Linked DNA regions of Gossypium hirsutum: region 2 is linked to region 1. The links are chromatin contacts, called in public Hi-C maps. All regions are on one chromosome and are shown on one strand. The core of a region is the stretch at or near the end of the contact, and the rest is flanking DNA. Distances in the headings are between cores, read along the strand shown. Region 1 has its middle 20 kb from the start of LOC121218107. Region 2 holds the start of LOC107904782.

The links. A called contact is a pair of places that touch in the nucleus more often than the background predicts.
Region 2: a Hi-C map of leaf shows a contact between it and region 1, with 1.8 times the contacts expected there. The contact joins the promoter of LOC107904782 here to the enhancer-like site in region 1. A contact is called at or near these places in 9 of 34 Hi-C or Micro-C datasets (fibers, hypocotyl, leaf and 1 more).

Annotation. Positions count from the first base shown.
Region 1 is chrD05:29,196,155-29,199,964 of Gossypium_hirsutum_v2.1, reverse strand. No RefSeq gene overlaps it. Among protein-coding and RNA genes, the nearest start is that of LOC121218107, 20 kb to the left of the region's middle. Within about 2 kb of position 1,989, at least 8 of the 9 cell types and tissues checked have an H3K27ac peak or open chromatin away from gene starts, as enhancers often do. A contact at or near this core is called in fibers and leaf, where this site is marked.
Region 2 is chrD05:29,282,863-29,286,659 of Gossypium_hirsutum_v2.1, reverse strand. It overlaps LOC107904782, which reads left to right and starts at 2,150. Exons shown (of 4, transcript XM_016831272.2): 1 at 2,150-2,479.

The sequences.
Region 1 (3,810 bases), core at 740-3,239:
GACTTTGACAATGGCGGGAGGCGAGGCGACCGGTAAGACTTTTATTTATTTTTTTATTTTTTATGCTATTTTTCAAAAAAGGAGATAAAATGGACTACCTTTGAAATTTATTTTTTTTGTTCTTCTATTTCAAAATAAAAATCCCTCTTTGTGTTACAAAAATTGGTTTTTATAACCGAGAAAATATTACAATATATGTTTTTCAATTGCTTGCTTTTGCTTCTTTTCCCTTTTTTGTGTTTCTTGCAGGGACGGTGAAAGTCATTGAGGTTGCTGCTGCCATTTCGGTACAAGGGGGAAGGTTTTGGGCGCCACGTCTGCTGACATGTCAGGAAGCAGCGCAGCAAGAGGGCTAGGGCTTTAGGTTATGGACTAGGGTTAGTAGTTTGGGCTTGTAATTTGGGTAATGTATTTGGGCCTGTATATTTTTGTAAATGGACTTGTTATTATTTTGGTTTTATTTATTTATTTATTTATTTGGGTTTATGGTGGGTCGAGCAAAATTGGGCTGTTACATTGTGCATCTACCCCACAAAAAATAGCATAAAGTGCTTTGGAGTTGGCATTAGCAATCCTTTCTTCTTCAATAGTTCAAGTTGCCCCATGCTTGGAAATAGACAAGTAAGGCAATAAAAAAATGCCTGAAGTTGTGGCCACTATTTCAACCACAAAATTAACATTGCCTTCAAATGTGTTAATATATGTAATCCCATTATCTACGTGACATCACTTTTACATTTAATTTATATATATATAAACACTTATGTTGATGCAATTTGAAAAAAATTATATATTTTTTAAATTTTATATAATTGAATCAAGGTTTAAATGAAAAATTGGCCCTCAAGCTATAGTATTTTTCTCATTTAGGTACCTAAACTTTTGTTGATCAAAAGTGTACCTAAACTATGATTCTGTTAATTTTTTAATATAACCATTTTTTTGCCATTAATCAATATTTCTTAACCAATAATATTATGACACGTGGCAAAAACTTTAGTTTAAGGGTTTTTTTCCCTTCTCCCTTCTCTCCTACGTTCCTATCTCATCGTTTTACTCCTCCCCGTTAAACTCTCCTTAAAAATTTTAAACTATAAATTTTTCAACTTAACAAAATACAAAATAACTTTTAATAAGCATTAGATAATGAACAATCACAAAGCTCTCTCCTAATTGCAATATGTTAAATATGGATTTTCGAACTCAAAATAAAATTTCAAGATATTTTGGAAATTGCACTCTTTGAGTTTCCATTTCTCTGTTCCTTACAAGCTTTTTTTTAATAAGCCATGCTTCAAATATTTTTTAGCTTTAATCCCTCTACCAGACATCTCCTCCATTATCTCTCTAGCTTTCTTTATATTTCCATTTCTACACAATCCTATAATCACACAGGTTAATGAATAAGCAGAAATTTCAACACCTGATTGTACCATTTGATCAAAGAAATCTAAAGCCAGCCCCAATCCATCCGCTCTCTTATGAGTATTTAAATGAACAATACAAGTTCTCTCATCAATCTTAATTCTTAATCCCATTATTCTTCACATGATCAAAAGTCTTCGGTGCCTCACTAAAATTCCCATTATTAGAGTAAACTTTAAGTATGGAATTAAAAAACTTAGTCGTAACTTTAAACTCAAAACAACAATTCTCAACAGCGGAAGCTATGACAAGAAAAGGGCACCTGGGATTCTCATCAACAGAGTTTTAACGAAGAGTTTAATGAAGCGAGGAGGAGGAAGATGAAAAAGCAACGTGGAAGAGGAGAGAGAAGGCGGAGAAAAATAAAAAAAATTAAAGTTTTTACCAAGTGTCATAATATTATTGGTTAAGGAATTTTTGTTAACCGAAATAAACGGTTGGACTAAAATATGTAATGGAATTACTTTTAATAAAAAATATTTAAATAAGATAAGACTAGAGAGAAGTTGAATATCAGACTCTAACAGCAAGTTTGGTTGGGTGTATGCCCTATTATGGGCTTATTACATTACACCCCTATTCCTAAAATCTGTTGCTTTCTATTCCCTTCCAAAAGCTCAGTTTTGCTTCCGTTTTACAGCTCCTGATTTTTATGCCCTGCTTTACCCTTCCAACCCGAAAGCCACCTCCACCCTCTCCCTCCCAACATCAAATAGAAGCACACACCTCCTCCCTCTTTTTCTCCTCCTTTTTCCATAAGCTAAACAAACGCAGCTTGATCTTCAAATCCCTACACCTAATAAATCCATCGGTTTTCGTTTTGTAAATCCAACGGAGAGGTGGCGGATTGCTTGACGCGTATCGCGATTGTCAGCTCTGACCGCTGCAGGCCCAAGAAGTTCCATCAGGAATGCAAGAAGAGCTGTCCTGTTGTTAAAACCGGTAACATAAACTTTATTCTTCCCGTTACTGATTATTTTTTTCATGTTTTTTAGTATGGAGTTGTTTTCCTGTTTTCGGAGATTTAGAATTAGGGGTTAATCTAATGTCATCTTAATCGAATTGCCTTAAATGTATTGTTTCAGTATTTCTTCTCGAACGATGTTGATTATTGGAGAATCGGTGAAAGTAACAAGGAAACTTATTGTGCTTGTGTTGCAAGCCAGATTAGTATCAGCCGGTAACCTGAAAGAAATAGGGACGAATATAGAAGAACAGTGAAGAAGTATAAGATAACAGATTGTTAGGAGGAAACTATAATTCTTGGATACGGAATTCTTGTCACAATAATGTTTCTGACAGCATGTATATAGGATTATTATTCTGTACACTGCCAGTGGAGTTTTATTTAAACTTCACAAGTGGCCTTATAATTGTAAACTAATTAACCATCATTCTAGACTTGCACTTTGGATATTGTTAATGCTTGTAACTTATTTGTCTTGTCGGACACTTGATATTCAAGTCAGCTGTTACCCTGCTACTTGGGTCTGGTTTATCTATTCTTTCCTGCTTCAGATAGTCTATCTCACTTTGTTTCTCCTCCTGCAGGGAAACTTTGCATTGAGGTTACCCTTGCCTCAAAGATTGCTTTCATCTCTGAAGAGTTGTGCATTGGTTGTGGTATCTGTGTCAAGGTATGTAAGTTCACTTTGATATCGAATTGGTGTTGGTTTCTATGTTTGCAGATGACGAATAGTATGTGTCTAAAGCTGAACCACCTATCTTCTGATGCAGAAATGCCCATTTGAAGCAATTAAAATCATCAACTTACCAAGGGATTTGGATAAAGATACAACCCATAGATATAAGAATATTACTTTTAAACTACACAGGTTTATTCATTCATATTGTTCTTGAAAATTTTTGTAATTTTCGCATGCTTTCTTTTTTTTCTTTCTCCCACCACCTCCATTTTGAGATGGTTTTGAATTGTAATTTCAGGTTACCAGTTCCAAGGCCTGGGCAAGTTCTTGGTCTGGTTGGAACCAATGGCATTGGAAAATCAACTACTCTTAAAGTTTTCGCTGGGAAGCTAAAGCCAAACTTGGGTCATTTCAATGTATTTCTTTGAAGTTTTGTTTCTTTAATTGCTTCTTTAACCGTGTGCTTTCTTTACCTATTTGGATAATCTATTTGCAGAATCCTCCATATTGGCAGGAAATTGTTAGAAGCTCAAAAATTGAGAAAATTTTGAGAGAGAACAGAAAGAACAGAGAAGGAGAGAATAGGAGGAGAAGAAGTTTGTTTTCATTCAACAATTTTCATAACCGCCTTCCTCACACATTTCAGCTTAAAAGGAAAGGAAAATAATAAGAATTTGACGTGGCAAAAATAGTTAAACAAAACTCATCGTTTTACTAACGTACTACGCCCCGTTTTACT
Region 2 (3,797 bases), core at 901-3,400, 87 kb before region 1:
GTTCCTCTGAACATTTGCAATATTCAAACAACAACTCAATTTTATTCTCCCAATCACAATAGATGTCAAGATCACACTTGCCGTTAAATAGTGGAACACTGAATTTTGGTTTATTTACAGAAAAGTGGCTACGAGAATTAGTACCGGAGGTTGCATCGCGAGTACGCGAGCCACGTTTAATACGTCCAGAAGATTGTCGCGGCTCATAACCATCATCATAATCATCAATCTTATCATCATGGTGAAGAGGCTGCTTATTATCATCATCATTGTTAGTTTCCATTCGAGCTAAAGTTTGACTGAAATTTTGTTGGTCCGCTTTGTGATGAAGGACCTGAGCTTCCAATGTGGTGAACTTATTTTCCAAGTGTTGTTGTGCCTCTTTGAATTCTTGTCGAAGTTCGTTAAGCATTGTTGTAAGTTGGTCCATGGTAACCATGGATAGATCATGCTCATCGTCCTTACTATGTGTACATACCATTAATAGAGGCTAAAATAAAAAACACTTAGAAAAAAATGATCAAAGAAAATTAAACATCACCATTATACACTCGCAATAAAAAAAACACTAAGAGACAAAGAAAAGAAATTAAGATTTTCTCACTTGTAACTTTTAAAACGTAATCAAACTCAATAATATTAAAAAAGATGTGGGATCACCCTCTAACAAAGTTGACCTAAGGCTCTAAGAAGCCGAATAAGAACTCGACTCCAAAAGAAGTAAGTTGGGTGGACAAAGGACCTATTAACACAAGAAATGAAAATATGTTAGAATGCATAATAGAATAAAAAAAACTAAAACAAAAGAAAACCTAATTCTAGAATCAAAGAAAATAAGCTACCCAACTGAAAACTTGAAACAATGAAAAACAACTAGAAATTTTTTTCGTTTGAGGTATTCCCGATTTCCAAAAATCACAAAATTTAAACCGGAATTTCCTCAAATAATGTAGATTTGATCTAGAAAACTTCAGCACAAAATTCAACCCACAAAATTTTTTAATATATATTTTTTTGCATTTTCTTTTTTTGTCTTTTTTTATATCTTTTTTTGTGTGAAATATTTTTGTATACTCTAAAATAGTGCCAAGAAATATTATGTAAAATTTAGATCGTTTGAAAAACGTTCACCCACTGAAAAATATTTTTTCCTGAAAACTTTATGGATAAAAGGAAAAAAAAATTGTTTTGAGATTGTTCGTTGAAAATCAATTTATAAGAACACAAAGACCACCTAAAATGCCAAATCTAATATCAAATGATACAGAATGAACAAAGGAAGCGAAAGAAGGATCGAATTCAAGTTGTACTTGGATTTAGATCTCGTGATTGAGCCTTGAGGGAAACTAATCTCATCTCTATTATGACCTTTGAATTGGATCGAGCTGCTCGTATCGTAATTAAATTATATTATACATAGGCAACAATTTTGGTGAGAATTTTTATAATGAGAACGAAAATTTTATCAATTCTTGAATAAAAAATGAATATTTTTAAAGCATAGACTTATCATTTATCTTATCTCATTAAAATAAAATATGAAATAACCCTTTTTTTTGCTTTTTATTATTTATTTAAATAAGGATATAAAAAATTTGAAGAACTTTAAATTAAAATGGAGTATAGATTTGAAAAGAAAACAAAGCTTATGTGTTTAGAAAAAACAAACAAATCAGTTTGAAAAATAAGGTTGATTAATTGATTCGCAAATTAGTATGAACTGGTTGAATTGAATTTTTTATTTTTAGTAATTTATTTAATTAAAAAATTAATCAATTAAATTAAAAATCGATAACGTAATCAGCCTAGTTAAAAATAAGCTATGTGCTTTCTTTATGTATTTAATTTTGTCCAAAATTTTAATTTTAAATGAAAAAGAAAAATTCAAGAAGATTATTGAAAATTAAAATTCTGCATTTTTATATTCTTATTTAAATGATAAAAAAAGTTTAGAAGTTAAAAATTTTATTGAAGTAAATAAGTGATAAATCTATTATTTAAAATCCAAGAATTGATAATAAATTTGTTCTCATAGTTGTAGGCATCATTGGCCAAATTTTCTATGTTTCCTACAAAGGAAGAAAGAGACCGGATTTGGGATGACGTGGAAGATTGTGAAAGGACCTTCACATTCTTATGAGAGTACTATTGTTCAGTTTAGCAAAAAAAAAAAAGCAGAGGACTTCCCTCTACACGCGTTTGGTATTCGAGAAAGTGCCTCCCCTCGAGAAAATTTTTTGACTCTATTCCCTTTTTTTTTTCTCGGGAAATAATAAAAAAACAAACACAATAGCAAAAAGTTCAAAAGGAAAACCCTAACAAATAATAAGCTTCCCAAATGCACCGTCACATCTACCTATCTCGTATAGCATCTCCCTAGCGTCGTCGTTTTTCGTCTCTCCCGCCGATCAGATCAGGCCTCTCACCGGCGAGAGATTGTCACAGTCTTTTCTCTACTGTTTATTATCACGATTCCCAGGTTTATTTCCTTTCTCTCTCAGTCTAAATACTTTTTCTTTATTTGCTTGATTGTTATATGAAGTGTAAACTATTGGATTTTCCTCAAGTTTTTTGGTGGATATTTTGTGTCTTTCAACTTGTTGATCGCTTACTTGCAATGAGAGGAGCAATGTTTCTGTTTTAATTTGATGAATTTTAGTAAAGAAAATAAAATTTGGCCACTCTTAGTGTAGGCTCTTTTAGAGTAATTTAGGACTTGGTGAGCTCAAATCAATGCCAAAAGGTTCATTTTTGAATGCTTGTGTTTGTGTGAAAGTTAGGTATTGAGCTTGTTAGTTTGAGGTTTAGCCATGCCAATATCATTGATGGTGAATGCCAGGAAAGATCGAGAAGTTGTTAATGTTCTTATATGTTTCGATATTTGGATTCAATTGTACATCTGTTTTCTATTAAATCAGCCATTATAAACTGGTTATAATTGCATTATTTGAAAGCATTTAGTGGCTCAGATGCTAATGTCTATATAAACACTGAGATATAATTATGACAACTCAATTTAAAATTACAAGCAGTGGTCAAGGGTGTACTTTGGGCTTCATTGATGGCATTTTAAGGTCTTTCAGTTTATTGGATTTGAATGGGCAAAATCGAGCCGAATATTATCTTTTTAATAAGCATGGTTGAATAGGCTTTCTCTTATTTTTTATTGTAGTAAGAACAAGTCTGTTTACTTGTATGAATGCTAGAATTTAAGCAGTTCTTTGCATCCATGGATGGTGCTCATATCTATGATGGGAGAAAATCCAGTCAAATCTTATCTCTTTTAAGAAGTATGATTGGATAGATTTTTATTGTTTCGTTTTGGTTATCATAAATAGGAATCTGTTTATTTTGTATGAGTATAATTTTAAAACTCTTTGCTTCCATTTACTGAATGATTAATGATAGGGTTCATATCTATGATAGGAAGCAAGTTTCTGTTTTGTCCTAGTTTCCAATGCTTTAAGCATCCAATTTGTACAGAATGACACTGCTCATCCTTATTGTTTGATCCTAATTTGCCCACCGTTTACTGTCCTGGTATTTTAAACCTCAAAAGCATCATTCTTTGCTGTTAGGTTGGAATGGTTTTGTGCACTTGCATGTGCTTCTATCATGTTTTGCGGATTACAAGTCCTGTTAGAATGGTTGCATTTATGGTTATACGAATAGGGTTTAACCGTGAGTTTTTCTGCGTATAAGGCATAGGGAGCCATAAAGTTCAGTATTTGACTTTTGAATTTTGAATCTTTCATTAGAACTTAGAAGACGCATAATTGTATGCCATAACGGGCTGA